Regions from separate parts of the Anas platyrhynchos genome. Here region 1 is linked to region 2. A link is a contact called in public Hi-C data. All regions are on one chromosome and are shown on one strand. The core of a region is the stretch at or near the end of the contact, and the rest is flanking DNA. Distances in the headings are between cores, read along the strand shown. Region 1 holds the start of ROCK2 (Rho associated coiled-coil containing protein kinase 2). Region 2 overlaps ROCK2 (Rho associated coiled-coil containing protein kinase 2).

The links. A called contact is a pair of places that touch in the nucleus more often than the background predicts.
Region 1: a Hi-C map of F1 follicle shows a contact between it and region 2, with 2.4 times the contacts expected there. The contact joins the promoter of ROCK2 here to the enhancer-like site in region 2. A contact is called at or near these places in 5 of 8 Hi-C or Micro-C datasets (F1 follicle, liver, skeletal muscle and 1 more).

What each region holds. Positions count from the first base shown.
Region 1 is chr3:105,984,167-105,987,890 of IASCAAS_PekinDuck_T2T, forward strand. It overlaps ROCK2 (Rho associated coiled-coil containing protein kinase 2), which reads right to left and starts at 2,081. Exons shown (of 34, transcript XM_038177773.2): 1 at 1,500-2,081. The coding sequence starts at 1,673.
Region 2 is chr3:105,917,571-105,921,891 of IASCAAS_PekinDuck_T2T, forward strand. The region is part of intron 5 of ROCK2 (Rho associated coiled-coil containing protein kinase 2); the gene reads right to left. Among named protein-coding and RNA genes, the nearest start is that of SLC66A3, 52 kb to the left of the region's middle. Within about 2 kb of position 1,986, at least 1 of the 8 cell types and tissues checked has an H3K27ac peak or open chromatin away from gene starts, as enhancers often do. A contact at or near this core is called in F1 follicle, where this site is marked.

The DNA of each region.
Region 1 (3,724 bases), core at 831-3,330, 67 kb after region 2:
CTGATGGCCTTTGCTACAAAAATATGCATTTACAATCCAGTTAGGATACCTCCACGGTTTACTGATTTGTCCAATGTATGACATGAACCGGTCTATACTATAAAATTACAAAACTTATCTTTTAAAAAAAATGCGCAAAGCTGCCTAGCTTTTGCAATTAGAATTTCTTTTCAGAAACATACACAGTTTTTAGCGTATCTAATCCATGTCCACACCATGGGAGGCAAGAGAATAAAAGTAACACTCCATTGAGTATAAAAGCAGAGTGTGAAAAAGTCTGCTGGGGTTAAACGTTAACCTGATGCATTTTTCAGAACGACTGTACTATTTTTAAACTGCTCTTTTTTGGCCACAGGTCAAAGTTTTCCTAGCAAAATACCAATGTGAAAACGCTGGGAGCGAAGCCCAGAGGCAGCTCTCTTTGCTTTGGCCTAGGCCAGAACTTATCTGAATCTAGCTAGATATGTTGCACTGCTTCCCACTCCCCTTCATTGACTGCTACGGGTAATATGCCTCGTTACGCCTCTGAACGTCTCCGAGCGGAATAATGCAGCACTGAAGCCTTGAGAACGACATTTTTCAGATGTTATAGGAAATTCCTATACTCTCCACACAGCACAGGCATACATACTGTTCAGTCAGTTCCTGTCTTTTTGGCCAAACAGAACTGAGTCATTTGAAAGAGGGGAAAAAAAAAAAAAAAAAAAAAAAGAGAGAGAGAGAGGCTCAGTGTAAGTGCCTTGAGCAACTCTTGGAAATGCTGCGATTCTTCCCCCCTTTTCTGTTCCTCTTCACTGGGACACACTGGAAATCTTGGGAAAGAGTGGAAACATCAGGCCTGAAGACCCAGAGCTTCGGTTTTAAAAAAATATATTGATGAAAATAAAGCGGGGCGGCTCTCACGGCCTTTTTCCAGGGTTGAGATGTTTTCAATGGGGAAGCCTAGCTCCCTTCCCACTCCTTCCTGAGGGCACGGATTTCTTGCGAGGGGAAAGTCAGCTTCACGGACTTCCTCTGCCAAACGCGGCTGGCCAAGGGAGACGGGGCCGAGGGCTGGAAAACGAAGGGGACCCCAGGGGCCTGCTGAGGGCTGCGTGAGGCGAGCCCCCTGCCCCAGGGGCTGCTTTGGGCAGCGGGCGGCCGAGCCCGGCGCGGTGTGGCGGCTCGCACAAAGCCGGGTCCTGGCTCCCTGCGCTCGGCAGGCGCGAAAGGGAAGGGTGGGAGCGATGCTGGAAGCGAAGCCGCCTCCCTCCGCCGCTCCGGGCTTCCCACAGCCGGCTCCGGGCTTCCCTCACCCGTCTCCCCCCGCCTTTAGCTCGGTGTTGAAGCACAGCGCGCTGCCCCCCACCCCCTTCGGGCCGGCAAGGAACCTTCCCCGGCCCCGCTCAGCCTCCTGCGGGATGCCGGAGCTCTTCCCTTCCTTCCTCCCCGCCTGCCGAGGCGCTGCCTTTGTTCCCCCCCCCACCCCTCCTCCTTCCCCGCCGCCGCCATCCCCTCACCAGCAGGCTCTCCACGTTGACCGGCGAGCGCGGGTCGCGGATCATGGACTCCAGCTTCCTCTGGCGGCCCTCGAGCATCCCCGCCGCCGGCTCGGGGAGGGGGGCCGCCGACATCTTCGCCGCCTGCTGCTGCTGCTGCTGCTGGGGCTGAGGCTGCGGCTGCTGCTGGCTCATCCTGCCGGGGCTCGCCCAGCGGCGGCGGGACGCCTCCCCTCGCGCTGCCGGGGAGGAGGAAGAGGAGGAGGAGGAGACGCCGAGGGGTCGCTCCGGGGCCTAGCGCGGCGCGGTTGGGCCGCCCCGCGGCCGCCCGGCCATGAAGGAAGCCGGGAGGGGAAGGGAAAGGAAGGGAAGGGGATGGAATGAAGCGGGGCGCAGCGGCTCCCTTCCTCCCGCCGCTCAGCGCCGGGGCTGCCTCCCCCCGAGCCGCTCCCGCTCCCTCCGAGCCTCCCTCTCCCGCTCAGTCCATGCTGAGGCGGCCGCCGCTGCCCCTTCCTCGCCTTCTTCCCCTGCCGCCGCGCCCGCCCCCGGCCCGGCCCCGTGAGGCGGCCTCCATTACCCACAAGGCTGCGCTGCCCGTAGCCGCCTCACTCGGGGCTCGCTCCCCGGCCCGGCGGGGCAGGGGACTCCTCGCCGCTGCCCCTTGTCCTTTGAGGGGGGGGGGGGGGGATCCCAGCGAGGGGACCCCCGGGCCCGGAGGCTGTGGGGATGTGGGATGGAGTATGTGGGGGTCGGAGCTTTTGGTGGGTGTGAAGAGAAAAATGGGGGGGAAACGGGTTGGGATGAGGAGGAGGTGGGCTGCGGGGTGTGGTGGGGAAGGGGGGTGTAGTCCCCAGACTGAGGAAACAATAAAAAAAAAGGAAAGCTTTGAGAATTAAAAACTTTTCGTGTGGATTCTGTCTCTGTGTGCTTACTGGCGCGGTGCACGAACATCCCACAGGCAGAGCTCGTGTGGTGCAGAGGGGGAAAGGGCCGCGCTGCCCTGTGGGCTTGCTGATAGCTGGATGGCAGCGGGCTGATGTCAGAAAAACGGGCAAATGCTTTGGCTTGAAAGGAAGAGAAGAGTTCAAAGAGAAGTAAATACATGACTCACTCGCATGGTTCGGAGTGAGATCACCCCGCCGTGTTCTGAGTCAGGACCCTGGAGCCCAGCAGCCCCCGGTGCCAGGGGGACTCGGGTCTGGCTGCCTGGTAACCCCCAGCCGCGGTGCCAGGCTGCCTTGAGTAAAAATTGCATCTGTGCGTGTCAAACTCACATTTCTTTTACTGAAATTCCTTCAGGAGTTTGGGTTTTCTGATGGAATCAGTGACAATATGCTTGGGAGATGCTCTTTTATTTGCATTGTAAGGCTACCTCACTCCCAAAACTGATTAGGACCCACTTTGCTGTAACGTGCACCCAAAAAAATCACATCATTTGCTCAAGCAGTTTACGTGGAGACAAGATAAAAGATGTAGGTCCAAGGGTTTCCACCAGGATTAGGATGTGGATGCTGGTAGCATTGTGAAGTTATATGAGCTAGCACTTCAGCCATTAGAAGCTCTAAATTACTTAAACATAATTTCTTCCCATATGGCCTACTTGCAAGTGAGTAGGCTAATTTCTTGTAAGCGGCAGAGCAGAAAATGTGTATCTTTTTTTTTTTTTTTTTAATGAGATTTAAATAGGTTGGGACAAAAGACCAAATGCGCAGAACATGTTTCCAGTGATCAACACGCTGGGTTTTGTTACTGTCAACAGGAATCTTTGGGGTGATTTCAGTGAGCTTTGAGTCAAGCACCAGATGATTTGAAGATATCGGTTTCCCGTTGACTGTAGGCAAGCTGTGCATCTCTCCTCATTTTTTTAATCTATAAGGTTTGTCAAAACTAATCTGTACTTTATCTAGCTCATATGATTTATGGACATTGTTTAGGGCAGCGTTTAAATGACCTTAGCAAAGAAATTCTTAAATAAGCATAACAGCCCTTTTTGCATACAAAAAAAAAAAGTGCGATTGCAACTTCAAAAGTGAGTGTGTAGAAACAGTCCCTTCTTGAAATTCTTGCCCAATAGATCTATTCCTCCAGCCTTCAGGACATAGTTGCTTACTGACGAAACAAGTTTTACTCTGTTAATGTTAGAGAGACAAATTTACAATGGCAGCATCAGCTGAATTCCTTTGTACGACACAAATCCTCAACAAAATCATCAGCTCAGTTCTAACAGCAAGATCTTTATTACTGGT
Region 2 (4,321 bases), core at 736-3,235:
GTTCTCTGTGCATTTTGCCATCACCTCTGGCTGAATGTTAATACACAGTATCAGTAGGAACAACTGAAGCCAAAATCCATATCTAAAGAAATGAAAAGAATCAATTTTGCTTTTGGAACTATCTATACGTGGAAAAATTAGATACCAAATTACAGTATTTCTTTTCACATGCAATACAAACTGCCGGGAAATTTTATTTATGTACGAAAACAGGATCCTGGAAAGTCATGAACCAGTAGGCCAAAACACTAATGTGGTAATTAAATACTGCAGAGACTTAGGGAGTACTGAAGATCTCTTCCCTGTAAATGCTTATCTTCCTCTACAACTCCATGCTGAAGCTCAAATGTAAAGGAAGTTTAATTTTTCGGTTCCAGAATGAAGAGCAGGCTAACTTCTGTTTCCTGAACTATAAGCCAGATAAAAGCACTCCACTTGATCATCCTGGGCTAAGAAAACGAAGCAATTCATTTTAGAGGAGCTAATGCATTCTTTGGACAAAGAAAAATATTGCATTCTACATTAAATGGCATTATGGAAATAACACTGGAAAATAAGCTAACGCCCAAAGGCTCCAAAAATCTAAAGCCAAGAACACTCAAAAACGGATCTGGCACAAGAGGAGAACAATTACGTTGTCGTCCTGCTTCTAACAGCACTCAGGCGAGTAGGGCTGCGGCATCTTAATGAGGCAACAGCCTCCAGCACTGGTGCACGTCTACGCCTTCCTTACCCAAATGCAAAATTACAACAAGGGAATGTCTCTGCCTTCCCTCGGTGAAGCCTGGCTGAAGCCACCTGAATCCGTCCCCCAGGTAAGAAGCTTCGTTAAATACAGTGTCACCACAACAGCGCTGAGAGGTTTCTCTGAGGACTGCAGCTTCAGTCACAAGACCAGCTGCATCACCTCGACACCTAAGCACTTAATGACACCCCATTTCCCATTCGTCTGTAATTAATACAGCAAAACAAGAACACTTTTTAATATTTTATACATGTTAATGTTTTATGAGGAAAAGGCGGCCCTACCCAAGTCTGATGGCTGGTAGGTGGCGACAAGAAAGCTTCTTGTCAATGACGTTATAGATACTGAAGAATTCCACTTTGCAAGGCCTTTAGTTTTCAGACAAGATGTCAAAGAACAAATCAAACAAACAAAAATATTTCTCCAGGCAAAACAAAAGGGCTCTGTGTGCTAACATCAGCTTTCAGAGGGCTGTATTTCTCTTAACCATGTGGTGTTGGTTACGCTTTCTCCCCACAGAACTTGCTACTGTCTGTCTCAGGAGCCAATCTAAAAATGCATTATCACTTGACTAGAAACTTGGGTGTTGTCCTGTATGTATTTTTAAGTACTGGGTACTCTTACTACCATGGTCGGACCAGCTTCTGTGATCTCTGGCATCTAAGCCGAGTAAACAGGGAAGTCCTCTCTGTGCGCTCCATGACATCTTGACATTCTGTACATTCTGTGAGATGGCTTCTGCCTTCTGTATTTCATCAGCTGAGGAGAGATCTGAAGGGGGCCGTTTTCTCTGGACAAAGTGCTACTCCCGTGTTTCAAATCCTAAGCTGATGCTTTATGCCAAACACCACACTTATTTATAGCAGTTCTGATACTGAACTTCCTCTCAGTAGTCTCAGGCTGGCGTTTTTCCTGAGACTTTTCTCACCACCTCCAAAGATCAGGGTGGATCTTGGAAGCCCATCTGAGGGAAGCTCCCGCAGCTATGTGACAGATGTGCAGTGAAGGGCTTAAAAAAAAAAAAAAAAAAACACCACAAAACCAAACAACCAAAAAAAGAAGTTGTCAACAAGACAGTATGTTCTCACAGCATGTGAAGATTTGGCTGTGAGGCTGCTGTGTTTCCTAGGACCGATCGTACAAAACCATTACACTGCTGAAGGAAAAGCAGTTCTGGTTTCATCCTCAGCCAGACCCGAATGAGTTGCTGACTTGGACCAAGGCTGAGAATTAGACTTTCATTCCCTCATGAATTTCTTATCAGCAAACAAGAGCTGGAGCGTGCTGGTGCGGACATGTTAGGACAATGCAGATCAGGTGTTAATACTACCCTCAGGCTGCAGACAACAAACTGAAGCAAGAAGGATCCAGCAGAGTCTTGGAGGAGCATCAAGGAGAAATCGGTGTCCTGCTTAGCAGGGAGGCTGGACCAGATGACCTCCAGAGGTCCCCTTCAACCTCAGCCATTGTACTGTGTTATTCTGTGAAATATGCCAGGTTCTAAGAAGACGAGCATTTCTTCTTTCAGCTAAGCTATCCGAGCCGAGGCAATAATCCCAAGTGATAAATGGTTCCTCTTTCAGTCACATCTCTTTTCTAAGCCTGTGCTGTCCTGAAAGCACAGTTAGCACAAGCCAGAGCTACGTACTGAGCCAGGCAGCACTAGCAGTTTCTGGCTCTGCAACACCTACAGTAGTCAACCGTGCTACTGCCTAGTTTAGTAATTGCAGCAAACCCGAAGAATAGCATCTGGTGAAACATGCACCAGGCTTCTTTTCAATACCTACGTACCAAAAGGAACTACAATTCCTACTAAACCTCTGAGGCTAACTCCATCTTTTATTCAATTACAGATATTCACCTTGTTGCAGATTAAAAAAAAAACAACACAACATTCCCACCAAGAAAACATCACAACCAAGTTACATAAAGAGATCGGTTCCTTTCATGTTGGAAAACATCACTAAGAGACTTAGCAATTCTTTCCACAATCTGGTAAGGAGGAATTCTGCTTCAAGTGTCCGGAGTGGCCTGCACAACTTAACACTCATTTCAATTCCACAGCAAGTATCAAAAAAGTCTCCCTTCCAAACTGTGTCTCCCACAAAAATTGAAGCAGAATTTTCCTCAGCTCTCAACAGTGTGAGGAAGATGCTAATATGTACAACTGCTAAAAGAACTCCAAGTCAGAGAAAATAAATAAGTGTTGGGTAAGCATATATTTTCTAGAAATCATCCTGCCAACATCAATATTATATTTACACAGCTGGGATGTGTTCATGTTTTGTAAGAAGTAGCATGAGATTTGGAGACAGTCCAGAGCCTCTCAACTTCTAAAGCTTCCTGTATAAAATATTTTTGCCATTCCACTGAGTCTGAGAAACATGAGGAACTTAAAATGTAGCCCATTAAAAATTAACTTCTTCAAGAGATCACCAGTTCACTGATGATGCCCAGTCCAAACTGGAGCTTGCTATAGCTTTTTATGAGTTGTGCATGCAATTCTCACTTTTATAGCATGATCACCCACATTTTAGTATTCCATGCTTTTAGACAAAAACAAAACAAAGAAGAAAAAAAAAAGTTTGTGCACAAATTCTGGGCTCCCTAACATAGCAGAAGTGATTACCTTTTTTTATACCTAAGTGTTTTGAACTTTTTGAAGCTTTTTTATTGGCTCAAAATGAAGGATAATCTAAAGACTGTATTAAGAGATCAAATACTACTTTTGACTTTTCCAGTTAAAATAAAGGCTGTCCCCTACAGGCAGCTAAATAACAAAAGTGGAGGTAAACAATCTGTATGTCTTTGGAATAACAACTACAGTATCAGCCAAACTAAACAGACTATTGAATCTCAATAAACAGATGTGTTTGTTCAAGAGTAATATATTGTCACTTGAAGGGGAAAAAAAAAAATGACAGCATTTCTAGATACAGCTGAATAGATACTAACTTAACAATGCAAATGCAAATTAAGTAGATTTCAGAAACTATACCAAGCACTACCTAAATAATACAGAATCTAACACATTAAAGCAAATAAGCTGAAAAAGAATCATCCTTGCCAACATTAACATAGAAATCTTTCAAGCAAATGATAACATACATTCATACAAGTTTTTGAGTATGTTATAATTTCATAGGAAGAATGTATCATGTAAATTGCCTGACACTGTTTGTCAGGGAAGATTTGTGCAAACTATTAAAGATAGTTTTATTTCTATGTCTCCTTTAATAATACAAAGTAGTACATCTTGTTAAAAATACAATAGCTATTCTTACGCAACTTCATTAGAAAACTGTATTTGACTGTACATGATACAATCTAGACAGCTAAAATATGACATTTTGACTAATAGCAAACATAAATTTTAATCAGTAGATCACATTCCACTCCTGCCTTACTGTGACCTCATTTTAATGACCACTAGAGGATGCTATGAGAACAATTGGACCTAGTAAAAAAAAAAAAATATATATATATATAAAAGAATGTTACCTTGCCTATAAAATCATTTCATTTATAGAAAACTGTCAGCTTATGAACTGTTCCAAGGTTACTAATGTTGAAACT